Regions from separate parts of the Sus scrofa genome. Here region 1 is linked to region 2. The links are chromatin contacts, called in public HiChIP or PLAC-seq maps. All regions are on one chromosome and are shown on one strand. The core of a region is the stretch at or near the end of the contact, and the rest is flanking DNA. Distances in the headings are between cores, read along the strand shown. Region 1 overlaps PKIB (cAMP-dependent protein kinase inhibitor beta). Region 2 has its middle 28 kb from the start of SMPDL3A.

The links. HiChIP or PLAC-seq counts read pairs in DNA pulled down with a chosen protein or histone mark.
Region 1: an H3K27ac HiChIP or PLAC-seq map of alveolar macrophages shows a contact between it and region 2. The contact joins two enhancer-like sites. A contact is called at or near these places in 4 of 47 Hi-C or Micro-C datasets (adipose tissue, blood, epiblast stem cells and 1 more) and 1 of 2 datasets of contacts at active chromatin or transcription factors (alveolar macrophages).

What each region holds. Positions count from the first base shown.
Region 1 is chr1:39,907,956-39,914,990 of Sscrofa11.1, forward strand. PKIB (cAMP-dependent protein kinase inhibitor beta) reads right to left here. Exons shown (of 5, transcript XM_021088793.1): 5 at 5,798-7,035. The coding sequence ends at 6,989. Among named protein-coding and RNA genes, the nearest start is that of FABP7, 35 kb to the left of the region's middle. Within about 2 kb of position 1,361, at least 6 of the 83 cell types and tissues checked have an H3K27ac peak or open chromatin away from gene starts, as enhancers often do. A contact at or near this core is called in alveolar macrophages, where this site is marked.
Region 2 is chr1:39,837,674-39,844,190 of Sscrofa11.1, forward strand. No RefSeq gene overlaps it. Among named protein-coding and RNA genes, the nearest start is that of SMPDL3A, 28 kb to the right of the region's middle. Within about 2 kb of position 1,653, at least 3 of the 83 cell types and tissues checked have an H3K27ac peak or open chromatin away from gene starts, as enhancers often do. A contact at or near this core is called in alveolar macrophages, where this site is marked.

The DNA.
Region 1 (7,035 bases), core at 111-2,610, 70 kb after region 2:
TTCTGGGTCTATGCCCTCCTCACTTCCCCTCACACTGGTTCCTGGCTAAACATCTAATCATCCCATTTCTATAAGCAAGCAGGCATTCTCACTAGGAGAGTGGAACCATTCATTTAATTACCAGTAGGAAGGAGAAGACTCAAAGCCATCTTGGCCGGAGAGGGGAGGGGGGCACCTGGTAGGAAGGTGGTGTCTGCAGAGGGCAGGCTGGAGCTGGGAAGCCAGTAGGCTTCAGTGAAAGCTCTACTTCCTGCAGAAGAAGTCAGTATTTCTTGTTCTCTATATTTTGTGTCATACATCTTGTTTAAATCCAAGGAGAGACAAGAGGCACCAAGAGAAGAGGCTCATCCCCAAGCTTAAACCAAAGCCACCAAAAAGGGGCAACGTGGCAAGCTGGGGGTCGGGGGCAACCAGCAGGGACAACATCAATGGAAGTAAGGGAACTCCAAGGAAAAGAAGAAAGTTATGGTAAGGGGCTCAGAGCTGAATTCTGCACCTGCTGAGTATCCTGACTGTTTTAAAGTCTTTTCTTTAGAGCACACCCTCAAGTTTGATCATCATTTTACCCTTTTGACTGATCTGTGCCTCAGTTTCCTTCACTATAAAATGGGAACAATAATACCCATGGAGTCATGAGAAATAAGAGTTAACATGGGTAAACTTAGAAGAATAACGGTGCCTGGCATTTGGTAAGCACTCTGTGTTTGCCCTCATTTGGGGAGATGATGTAGGTTAGTGGTTAAAAGCACAGATTCTAGGTTCAACAAACTAGGGAATGGGGTAGGGGCCTGGGGCCTCTGAGGACAGGAGGGTCTGGAGGATAAGAAGAACAGAAGTTGGGTAATAAAATGTTTGCCCTGCCATATAGATGGGGCTACTTAGATAAAATTTATCTCTGGTAAGAACTCTTTTTCTAGGAGAAATCCCGAATTTGAATTCTCCTAGGGAGTTAAGGGAGATACAGTAGTTTCTCTTGAGCCCTCAGGGTCTGCATTGCCTTTAGTGCTAAATAATTAACATGCCAAAGTGGTGCATTTTGGAGAGGCCTGATCTGCAAACTTACACCAGAATGACCTTGGGCAATGCCTTCTCCAGGCCTGTTTTAGGATATGTAGGGCTGTGGTGATAATTCAATCAATTAACAGGCAGAAAGCACTGGCCATAGTCTTTGATGCATATGAAGGGTTAGCTGCTAATTCATTAATATTAAGCTTTATCTTCCACCCTCGCCTCCCCCAAAGGTGGCCCATGCCTGAATGTGACCTTTAGTCTTGTGAAAGCCCTCCAGAGATATCAAGAAGCAGTGCTCAGAGTCTCTTGTCCCAGCAGGATCCTTGCCAAGACTCTTTGACCAGCGTCTCCTTTGTGCACTCAACTTTCCCACACAACATCCAGTGGGATTTGTGGGAAAAGTTTTACCTATTTCTCTTCCTGCCCTTGGAAGACCAGGAATAATCACTTAGTTAACCTCCATTCTGTTTTCATGAGACCCATTTTTCTCCTAAGTGGAGGGAGAAACTATTAAGTGATAGAAGATATTTTGAATTAAATCAAGAATAAAGCCACACATTCACAGATCATTTACTGCGGAGGCTTTTCAAAGTCTCAAAGTCACAATTGAAAATAGTGCTTTTAACTTGGAAAAAAAAAAATCAAAGGTTAATTTTGAATCTGAAGAATTGAGAACTGTTTTAAATTTTATTTTAATGAATAAATCATTTGTGTATAGCTATCTTAAATTTTAAAAAGAAATAAATCCAGTCAACCCTGTTACACAGAAAAGAACTTTTTGTTGCATGGAAGAAGTAGCTTTTGTATTCCCAAGAAGTACATTTTAAAAATGTATTATAGCACCCTCTTTTGGTATCTATGAGCATAGAGTGCCCTAAATAATAGCCAGAGATAAGCACGATATTATAACTTCCATTCTAAACTGTCTCAGAAAAACCGTGTTTGAAATAATGCGGGTTTTGTTTATTGTTGTTGCTTTTGAACCAATCTTGACTAACACAAGTGGCAGAATTGGTAAAACAAAACAAAACAAAGTGGAAACCTTAGGGAATTGGATTAAATTGGACTTCAGTTAAATTAGTAACAAGTGTGATGCCGGCTCCACCTAGTGTTGATTTTGAGTCATTTTCAAAAATAAAAATAGAAGAGGAAAATGATTTACCTAGAGGCCAATTTAGGTTAAATTTAAGTCAAAATCCTAGAACCAAATCCACATTTACTGACAGATTTCCCTCTGCTTGTCTTATTGTTCTCCCCAACATTATAATATCAAAGAAATGAAAGACTTAAAGAACAAATCCCTTTCACGAATGGAAATCCAATTTAGGTGAACATTTTATTATAAAACAGGAATTTTGAATGTCTAATATATCTAAAGCACCGTGTGAGCTTTTACAGAGCTTCCAAAGTCAATTCCATACACCCTAAGTTGGAGCAAGCACTTTTTTGTAATTTCCAGCTCTGAGAAGAATGGTTCCTGAGAGCTCTGCAGCCATTCCCATCCCTTATCTAGTGCTCTAGACGCTTCTCTGCCATCAGTACTGGCCAAACATTACTCACTCTGTGATCTACATTAGAGAACAAGGGAGATCAGTGCTTTTGCCTATGTGGCCTTCCTTTTAAGACACTTAACAGTTAGTTCATGCCAGATTATTTTTCTGTCTTCCATGGAATGCCGGTGTGCCCTTTTCAGGCATGGCCCCAGGACAAACGTGAACTGAGTTAAGTTTGGGTGTGGGGCCTCTCTTCTCTCCAGTTCAGCTTTGTCCCCTTTGCCTCACTTCCAGTTACTACCTCCTACCCCAAAGAGCCACAGGCTCCTCACCAATTTTCTATTCCTACAGAGTGTCGTCAGTTACAGCAAATTAAGTGGCAATTGTGCTTACCCTCTAAAACCTTTTCTGGACTTAGGTAAAATACGAATTAATGAAAGGAGTGAACAAATGAGTGAATGCCAAGCAAATAAATAAAACTGCTTGTGCTAAGATATTCAATGCTCTTCCACTTATGTACAACCTTTTAGTATTCTTAGGATTCCTGAGTGGAATGCAGACAAATTTAATAAAACTTGTGGATGAGATGGTCTGAGGCAGAGGGGCCATTTAGTGCAGAGGCAGTGCACATTTTGGTTCTGAGAGCCCTGTCCCATTTTCTCACTTGAGTGAACTCCCAAAGGCACTCCCTGAATCCATTTTCTTCATCTGTAAAATGAGAAATATTAACAACTCTTTTGTATGATTATTATTATGAAGCTTCAAAAGGATTTACTATGGTGCTTAGTAATCACCAGGCACTCAAAGTCTGACTATAATAATTTTTCCTATTACCGTGTGCTCAATGAGAAATCCATTCCAGGATTTTGACAGGTAGCAACAACACATTCCCTTTAGTCCTTTGTTTGAGCCAATGCTTCCAAATAGCTGCAGATTTTTGATGTTCTAAGACTCATCATCAATAACTCTGGAAAAAAAATGGTATGTATTCTGATTAATCAGTCCTATTTTCTTTTCTAGCTAAGGAGAAAGAAAAGAGAGCAAAGGAATAAGAGAAAAATCTGCTTTGGCAAATAACGTGGAAAGAATCAATAGACCTAGGACATTCACCTTGAAGTCTCTACCTCCCTTTATGCTCATGCAATTAATAATGATAATAATAGTAATTAATAATAAGATTTTGTTACTTGTCAGGCACTTTCCTTAGCAATTTATCAGTATTCACTCACTAAATTCTCATAATAACTCACCATTTTACACAGTAGAGAAGATGAAACACAGTAAAATAACCAAAGTCACGAGTACAAATGGAGAGCTGTAATTTGAACTTAAGCTGCCAGGTTCCACAGAAAAGGCAACAGGCTAGTGTGCCTGGTAATTCTTCCCCTTGTTCTCTCCCTTTCTCTCTCTCTCCACCATCATCTGCCCAAGCTGCCCAAGCCACCTGACCTAGCAAAACTGAAAGCTAATGCGGTGTTTCCTTTTGCATATAGGATACCTCCCCCTGCAGGCACTCATATCTGAGAAAGTTCAAACCTTTCCAGCCCAGATCACAAAAAAAAAATGTCTGGGCACATGACTTGGAATGGTTTCTGTTCTTTCTCCTTCTAGAGAGCCCCTTTATCATCCTCTTTCATCCTGGTTTCTTCGGCAGCATTAAGTCTTATAGCTTCTGACTAAAGCAAGTGGCTTGTAAAGAAACAGTAACAAAAATGAGCATGGAGATTTTCTTCAGTAAGTCCCAACTAGAGTCTTTGTTGAAAGTGTCTACTTGCTACTACAAAACACTATAGGTTCCCCCAAACAGCGTGATTTTTTAAGAAGTTGGTTGTCGATTTCAATTTTGTTTTTAAACTACTACTGACCTCTTCTTCTGGTCTGGATTCCTTCTCAACCAAAAAGATCCTTTTGTTATCAAATAATCAACATGGCTTATACCCTGTGTGATACAACTTATTATATGTATAAAATGGGACATTTGTGTGTGTTATGATGAAAAAGTGATTTTGGATATACAAGATTAAGAATATATGCTATTACTAGCAACAACAAGGAGGGACCTGGCCACATTTCTGGTCTTCTAAGTAAGAGATAAATATCACATAACCATGACCCAAGAGCTGTTACTTTTTTTTTTCTTCTACGTTTTCATGGAACACATTATTCATTTAATAACAACTCAAAATTCTGTTGTGTGTCAGTAACTGTCATAAAACACTAATGAGGTGACTCATTGTTAAAGGGTAATACTCATCACCTGTCAGCAGCTCATAAGCATGATTGAATAGACACCATGGTAATTACCATGAATTGTCAATTTCCATCAGCGTCTTCTCCCAGCACTAAGATTGGGGATGTCTGTGAAATCACAGAAGAAGGCAGAGATAGCCAAGTTAACAAATCCAGCTGCCCATCATCTCCACCACCAGAAAATACAAAAACTTCTAGAATAAAGATGATATGATGATGATAATGATGATGGCTAGTATTTATTGAACACTTATTCTCCGCCAAGCATTAGCCAAGTGTCTTACATATTCTATTGCATTTATTACTTCCACTCACCCTATAAAGTATGTACTATTATTAATACCATTCCAAGAGGATAAAAGTTAGAGACATAAAGCAAATTGCCCAAGATCATACAGCTGGTGAGTAGCATAGCTAGAATTCAAACCCAGGTCATCTGAACACAAAATCCATGTGTTAGACAGTTTAACTCTCTTCCAGGCTTTCTCATCCTCAGCACCATTGACATTGGTGGCTGGACAACTCTTTATTATGCGGGTCTACCCTGGAGGACTAAAGGATGCTTAGCAGCATCCCTGGCCTTTGCCCATTAGGATGCCAGTAGCACCTTCTCTCCCTGGCCCCTTCCCCTACTAGTGGCAACTAGAAATGTCTCCAAATGCTACCAAATGTCCTCCAGGAGGCAAATTGGAAAACCACTGTTCTACTCTAACCCGTCTTTATACTAATTATATAGTATCATGCCATTAAATAATGTCCCCAAATCTAATTTTAACAGCTATAAGACATTTTAGTGAATGTTACATTAGTGCTACATGTAAAATATTATTTTTGATTATTTTTAAAGGAAAATTTATGTTTTAAGAACTTAACTAGATTCTTTGAAATTTATCCCTCTGGTATATCTCAGATGTAAAGGTAAATTTTGTCAATGAAATGATAAGCAGGAGGTGTTTTATACTGCAAAGACAGTTAACTTCTTTAAAATGCATCACCATTTTTCAGCTGGTATACTGTAGGAGATAAAATGAAGGAGGCTTATGTCAGTAGTAAGTTTCTTTAATAGTGAGTTTATTTGATTACTGTATACAGACATGTCCTAAGTCAACAATGAAATAAAATATCACTGCATGCATATATATCTGAAAATAAAAATAAATTCATTAGTCAGATTTTCTTTAAAAATTCAGAATTCTATGATTTTCCTAAAATGTCTAATAAATCAAAATTTACTAAAGCTTTGGTTTTGGCTTCATTCCTTTTAAAATATATACTCAAATATATATTAAAAGCAAATCTTTTTCTATTTCTACCTACACCATTCACTAAATACTTAAGTGCCTATGATTATGTTAGCTAGTTTAGGAAAGATATAAAAATTAAGGTCTGCATTCCTGAGGCAATTATTTTAGAAACAGATCATATACACAAAAGCCCTAACAATAAGAAAAGACAGTATAAAGCAACAAGTGTTTTGTGTAATTCACATTAAAGAAAAACATGTGCACACACATACACACACCAAAGTTAAGGAAGATAGTGAGATTCATTTAATAGGTATATTCCATATAAACAATTTGCCACAAATTTTCCATTTTAAGAGTCCACATGAAAAAACACAGTATGCATAGACCAGAAGCAAAATACATCAAACAAAAACTTCCTAGAGATGTTTGGACTGTCAAACTTTCACTGTTTGTCCAGATCTTTTTAGGGTCTGGTGGAAAAAAATGGTACATTTTTGGTTAAAAAAAAAAACAACCATACTTTTATCTATGTATTTTGACTTTCTATGAGTCTTTGTCACCAAAAAAACATAATTTCCTACAAATTCCATAAAGTTTTAAATTAATAGTATTTGGTTTATATTTACCAAGACATGGTTTACCCATTACCATAAAAATGGGATTAAAATTGCAGGTGGCTAAAGAAATCCAGAAGAGAACAGTGGATTTTGTTGGGTTTATGGACAACGATACCTATTTAAGTGACCATACATTCTTAACCTCTCTCTTGGGTGCAATTCGGAAGTAATCTACCTTTTAATAACCTACATTGGACATCACGGTTGCAATCCAAGTGAGTAGCGTCACAACAAAATTATCTAATACAATAAATGTTGCTTAGGGCTGCAATGTTACCATAGTTACTACCAGATCAAACATCTCAGGAAAGCAGAGCCACTAAGTCTTTTAACGTGCAGAAATTCGGCACTTTTGATAGGTTATGAGCCTTCATTTTCCTTCATCTTCAGGCTTTTCTGATTGGTCTTGCGCTGTTT
Region 2 (6,517 bases), core at 403-2,902:
TAGCTGATGTCACTGAAGCAAAAAATGGACATTTTAGATAGTAAGAAGGGCATAAATAAAACAACCTCCAAAATGTTGCCCCTGATCTTTAGACTTGATTTAAGCATGCCAGTATTTTTTTAAGACAGACTGAAGAAAAAAACAACAGTTGTGGCTTTAATAACTTTCACTTTCTTTTGCTTCATTTTGTTTTGGTTTTCAGCTTGGAAGTTTTCCTTGAATTAACTTTTTCACATTTTATTTTACTTTTCAACATTTTATTTTATGTGTATATATCTGTATATGTATACAGACATAGGTATGCATGTTGGTGTGTGTGAGTGCTAGTTTTTTACCTAAACTGTTTGTTAGTTGCGAACATCATACCTTTTACCTCCTAAATATCACAGCATTTATTCCAAGAACAAAGGCATTTTCTTACATAACCACATACAATTATCAAATTTATGAGGTTTTACGTAATGCAATATTATAAAATATACAGCTTATTTTCATTATTCACCAATTATCCATGTAATATTCGTTATGGAAATTTTTGTCCCAGTCCAGGACTTTGCATTCCATTTACTTGCCGAGTCTCTTTAGTCTCCTTTAATCTGAAATGATTCCTCAATCTTTCTTTTTCTTACATGACATTGACCTTTTTGAAGATTACTATCCAGTTGTCTTGTAGAATGTCCCTCATTGTGTATTTGTCTGATGTTTCCTTATGTGTATGTTTATTTTATGTCATTCAGGCAGAAGTATATATCATTAGTTGATCACAATAGGAAGCTCACTTATTTATCAGTGACATGTGACTATGAGTACTTGGTTGAGATAGCATCTGCCAGGTTTCTGGACTATGAAGCTACTATTTTAACTTTGATAATCAATTTGTAATCTGTAGCAATACGATGATGCAATATATTGTTCCTCTTCAAACTTTCATCCAAGTTTCAGCATCCATTGTTGTACTTGCTTGGAATAATTATTATGTGATGGTTAAAAAATCACTTCAATATCTTTTGAAAAAGTTATATTAGTAGAAAATATAAAAGGTTTGGATGCTGTCATTTCTCATTTTTGAGTGAAAATTCTTTCCTCTCATGACAGTACCTTACTATGTGTGTGTAGGTGCATGTGGGTGAATTGACTGAACTTAGTTAAATATATAATGAACTCTAAAAAGGAAAAGATAGGAGGTCCCATTGTGGCACAGAGGGTTAAGGATCTTGGGTGCCTCTGCGGTGGCTCAGGCCACTGCTGAGGTGCTGGTTTGATCCCTGGCCCAGTGAAGTGGGTTAAGGATCCAGCGTTGCGACAGCTGTGGTATAAGCCACAGCTGCAACTCGGATTTGATTCCTGGCCTTGGACCTTCCATATGCCACGCGTTTAGCCCCAAAAGAAAAAAAAAAAAGACAAAAAAAGATTTCAAGCAACATATTGAAAGCAATGATTCATTTAGCATATAAAAAATCAATTGAAAAAAAAAACTCTTATACTTGAAAAGTTAATAGAAAAAGGATAAACTCTTACATGATTTCTATATCTTGGTCAGGAGAAAAAGGAAATCAAAATATAAAACAGAAGTTTTAGTTTAATGAAGCAGGTCAAGACTACATCAGGAAGCCTTGGTTGTATTTTCAACTCATCAGCAACCAAGTGAGTGTTTCCTCATAAAAAGGCATGTAGCCTCAGAAGAATGTTGATTCTGAGATCTAGAACAGGAAAGTGGCAAGAGGTTACTGAATAAATGTATTTTGAAATACTGACAGTCTTGGAAAAAATCTACTGTCTAACTCAATTGTGAAACAACTGAAATTGTTTTAGTAGAAGAATTTGTTATCTGTTGCCCTGTGAACATAATGAATTATACATCAACGTGGAAAGTGCTGGAAACTGCAAATTTGACTAGTATAATGGAAATAGTACTAAACTTGGAGTCAGAAGGTGTGGGTTGAGTTTCAGCTTCTTTACTTACTTGGGCATATCCCTTGAGCAGCTTCCTTAATCTTTCTGAGTCAACTCTGTGCATAAATAATGTGTAGGTGGGCTAAAATCCTTTTTTAACATTAAAGACCTAAAGAATTATTATTTTGAAAGTTGTACAGTATTATTTAAGAACTTTAATTTCCTTAATGATCAACTTATAGATATTAAAATATATTGAACTGATAAAGCTTTAAAATTTTAAGTTCATTCTATATGCCTTCTGTGTCTTAGGTTGAACTTCAGTGTCAAATAACATCTGTCTAACAGCTCACCATATTGCCACTGGTACTTTCCCCTGTACCTAAAACAGCAACTAAGATGTAGGAGGAATTCCATAAATATTTCATGAAGAATAATTAACCAAGACTAGGAGTCATCCTGTTGTCAGAATTGGAAAGAATTTGAACTGCTAAATTGATAGAAAGAACAATTACTGATTTCTGCACAATATACAATCAAGCAATGTAAACCTGCTGCTTTGCAAGAAAAAAAAAAGAAATCTTTGCCTTAACCCCATGTCTGCCACTGGCTCAGAAGCACAAGACATTCACCAACTAGAAATCATGGCAGGTACCTCTCTCCAGCCTGAGGGCAGCAACCTGAGAATCAGTTTCCCTCATCCTTAGTCATCACATCTCACTCTATAAAAATTAGACTAAAACCTCCAGAAAATAAATAGGCAAAAAATGAGGAGAAATGTTTGTAGAACTCTGGGAGATATAATCCTCAGAGATAAAATTTTCTGTAAGAATGAAGGTAGCGTGAGCCCCAACACTACTGCCTGTGGAAGAGTGTGGGTTTTGCCACAATCTGTTGTTTTAGCATCTCAGACAACCAAAGAATAGAGATAAAGCGAGGTATCAGCTCAAGTCAAGCAGAGCCCCATTTACTATGTGTCTGGTGTATATTTAACATTAGCCTAGGAGATAAACAGCAATGTGCTGTCCAACCTGATATCTAAGATCATATTGACCAAAACTCAGTGTTTCACTGTTGGTGACTTAAAAATATCCCATCAGAGATACTATGTTGTGTATGTGCAAGATACTGTAAGCTTCAGCTTCCAGAGCCGTTCATTGTAATACAGGAAAGTTCATGTGCTGAGGTGGTCAACTCACTTGCTACCAAGAAGCAAGAAGGAAAGGCCCTAGAGTAGTCAGTGCCAAATTCTAATCAGGAAGCTGTTACTCTTTCTATTTAGCATACTGGATTTCAGAATTTGTTTGTTTTTTAATCTAGCCAGTGTTGTTTTTTTTAAATTGAAGTATAGTCGATTTACAAGGTTGTGTTAGTTCAGGTTATAACTAAGTGCTTCAGTTATATACATATATGTATATATATATTCCTTGATTTTTTTTTTAGGAAGTTCCCAGACTAGAGGTCCAATTGGAGCTGCAGGGGCTGGCCTGCACTAGAGCCACAGCAATGCAGGATCCTTAAACCACTGAGTGAGGCCAAGGATCCAACAAACATCTTCATGGATACTAGTTGGGTTCATTACCTGCTGAGCCACAATGGGAAGTCTTGTGTGTGTGTATATATACATATGTGTGTGTGTGTGTGGTGTGTTCTTATTCAGATGTTCTTTCTTCTGTAACAAACATAGCCATTAAAACTATGATAATGAATAGAGCGACTTTCTTATTTTCAAAGGATTTGAATATCCATGTATATTAAAACCAGTGCTAATAACCCTTGCAAAACAAGTAACAGATTATAAGAAACTACATATATTTCAGCTAAAGAGTCCAGATAGATTTTAAGGGAATTCATGATGAATGAATTTTCAGGTGAATAGAAACTGCCTTAGGCTGCAGCTATGGTGCTTTGATACTACTCAGCAGTAATTTGCAGGCTTAACAGGAAAGAAGACAAATGAAGACAAGAGCAAAATGTTCCATGTCACTCCAGTCCTTGTTCCCAGCACAATTCTATTGCTGTCTGAGTGATCTGAGAATAAATGCTTCCAAGACACACACATTAAAAGGGATACTGTAAGTTGTATCCAGCAAGAACCTCAGTATTAATCTGCAAAATAATAAAATCTGCCTGACAGACTAATCAGAACATAGGGTTCTCTTCTATGTTGTGCAGCCATTTCCATGTTTTTGCAATTACGTGGTTTTAGACAAAGCAATCATGTTAGCAACTTTTCGTGATTCTTCCCAAATATTGAAGGCTTAAGTGGACATCTTTGTAATGTAGTTGTATTTCTGACACTTTTATTTTGTGACTTGAATAAAGTCCATTGTAATGAAAGTGATCCTGTTAAAACTATTTTAATATTAAATCAGTTTTAATTCTGCACAATGTGGTTCAAAGGCAATCAGTGTTCCCAGTAAACTGTACTTACATGCACACACACACACACACACACCCATCACACTAACACACATGCTAGAATGAGCTCCATAGGGGAAGGAATCTTTGCCTTTGCTTTGATTTGCTCTATACCTGGAATTAGAACAGTGTCTAGAACATTATAGAAACCCGATATATATTTGTAGAGAGATTTGGGCAATACAAAACACAATGGTTATGGTTTTATTTGTGTATAAAGAGAATGTTTCCCAGAGCAACATTTAAAAATATGAGATTCTGTTTTCCTTAACTTCATCTTCCATCTTCTATATTTCCAAGCCCCTATCAAATCTACTTTGTTCATACTGGGCATTTAATAATGCCAAAAATCATATCAGTATTTATAACACTTACATAATTCTTACAATGTCCAGAAACTGAGCTCTGTACTTTCCATTTTCATGTAATACCTGCAACAATGTTATAAATCAGGTGATCTTAATAGATGAGATAAATTGAATTACAGAGAGGTAAATACCTTGACTACACTTGAAATGTGTGGAGGAGCTGGGACCAGACTGAAAATACTTCAGACTAGAGTCCCTGGCCTCATTAATTTATCATATCACCTCCCAGTGACCTCCTCAGTCACTAAGCCCTCCTCACTACCACAATGTAAGAGGACACGCTACCCTTCATTTCTTATGTCTCAAAATTCCCACTTCCCTTCTCAGTTGCCTTTCCCCAACCAGCCAATGCCAATGCTGGAATCCATCTTCTCTGTCTCAACTGGAATGAGGATGCTCTCAGTCATGTGGAGGGTTGACTAATCAACTCATTTCCCTTTAGTGTAATTAAGTTTCCATCAATGAGTTGCCTAAGCCAAACATTTCCATCATAAACCTTTAATCTCTGCGGTTTAATGATAATAGCAGATGTTTTTATCTATTCATTAAGGGATTTGGACATCAGCAAGAAACTGAGAAAAACATCCCCCAATTAGATACAATTTCATTCATTTGATACAGTTTATTATAAAGCTTACTTACCTATGTGTCAAGCACTGTGTTAGGTGATGGGAATACAAAGTTAAGTAAAGCAGAGCCCTGTCTTCTCAGAACTAAAGGAAGAAAGGGAACAGAGAAAAGAAGGCATGGTGGTGGCATTGATGATTTTAAATAAGATACAGTGAGGTCCCCATGGGAAAAAAAGATTAATTCTGCCTGAAAAGTTTAGGTAAATTTTCACAATGCCAATTTTTGTTTTTTTTTAAATTAGAGAAAGAAATGGGGTTTAAATAGGAGAAAGAAAGAATGTGAGCAAAGGTAAAGGAATGGGTAATCCCAGAATGGACCTAGAGTGCATTGTGCTAAGTGAAACAAGTCAGACCGAGAAAGACAAACACTGTATGATTTTACCTATATGTGGAAACTAAAAAACAGCAATAGAAAAACAAACAAACAAACAAACATTAACTAGCATAACTCAACAGAAACAGAGTTATAGATACTGAGAACAAACAGGTGGTTGCCAGATGGGAGGCAGATGGGGGTATGGATGAAATAGTTGAGGGAGATTAAGATGTACAACCTTCCAATTAAAAAATGAGTCATAGAAATGAAATGTATAACATAAGGAATATAGTCAATTATATTGTAATATCTGTGTATGGTGACACGTGGTAACTAGACTTTTCATCACGAACATTTCGTAATGTATAGAAATATCCAATCACTATGTTATGCACCAGGATCTAACATAATGTTGAATTATTAAAAATATATATATATGTAGGCACTGGGAGTAAATGCATCAAAATTCTAATGGTCATTAAGGTCATTAGTCTCTGTGTGGAGTTTATTGGTGATTGTTATTTTTTATTTTATCCTTTTATTCATTTCTAATTGTCTGAAAAGAATATGTATCACTTTTAAAACTAGAAAGTAAATGATAAATGTCAGCAAAAATGAAAAATACATAAATAAATCCTAACCTTATAATAAAATTAGGAAATTGAAATATATGCTACCTCTAAAGCTAGTAAAAGAATAGAAATCAATCCAATAAAGTGTGCCACTTTAAAAAGTGTGAAAAAAAATCAATATATGAGATTTCTACTTCTGTGTCTTTATCAGATCTCAATATTGTCAATTTTTGAAAAAACAATTCTAATAGGTGTATAGTAGTAATTTTTTTGCTTTTATTTAAAATTTTTTTAATTTTAAATTGAAATTTCTTTAAT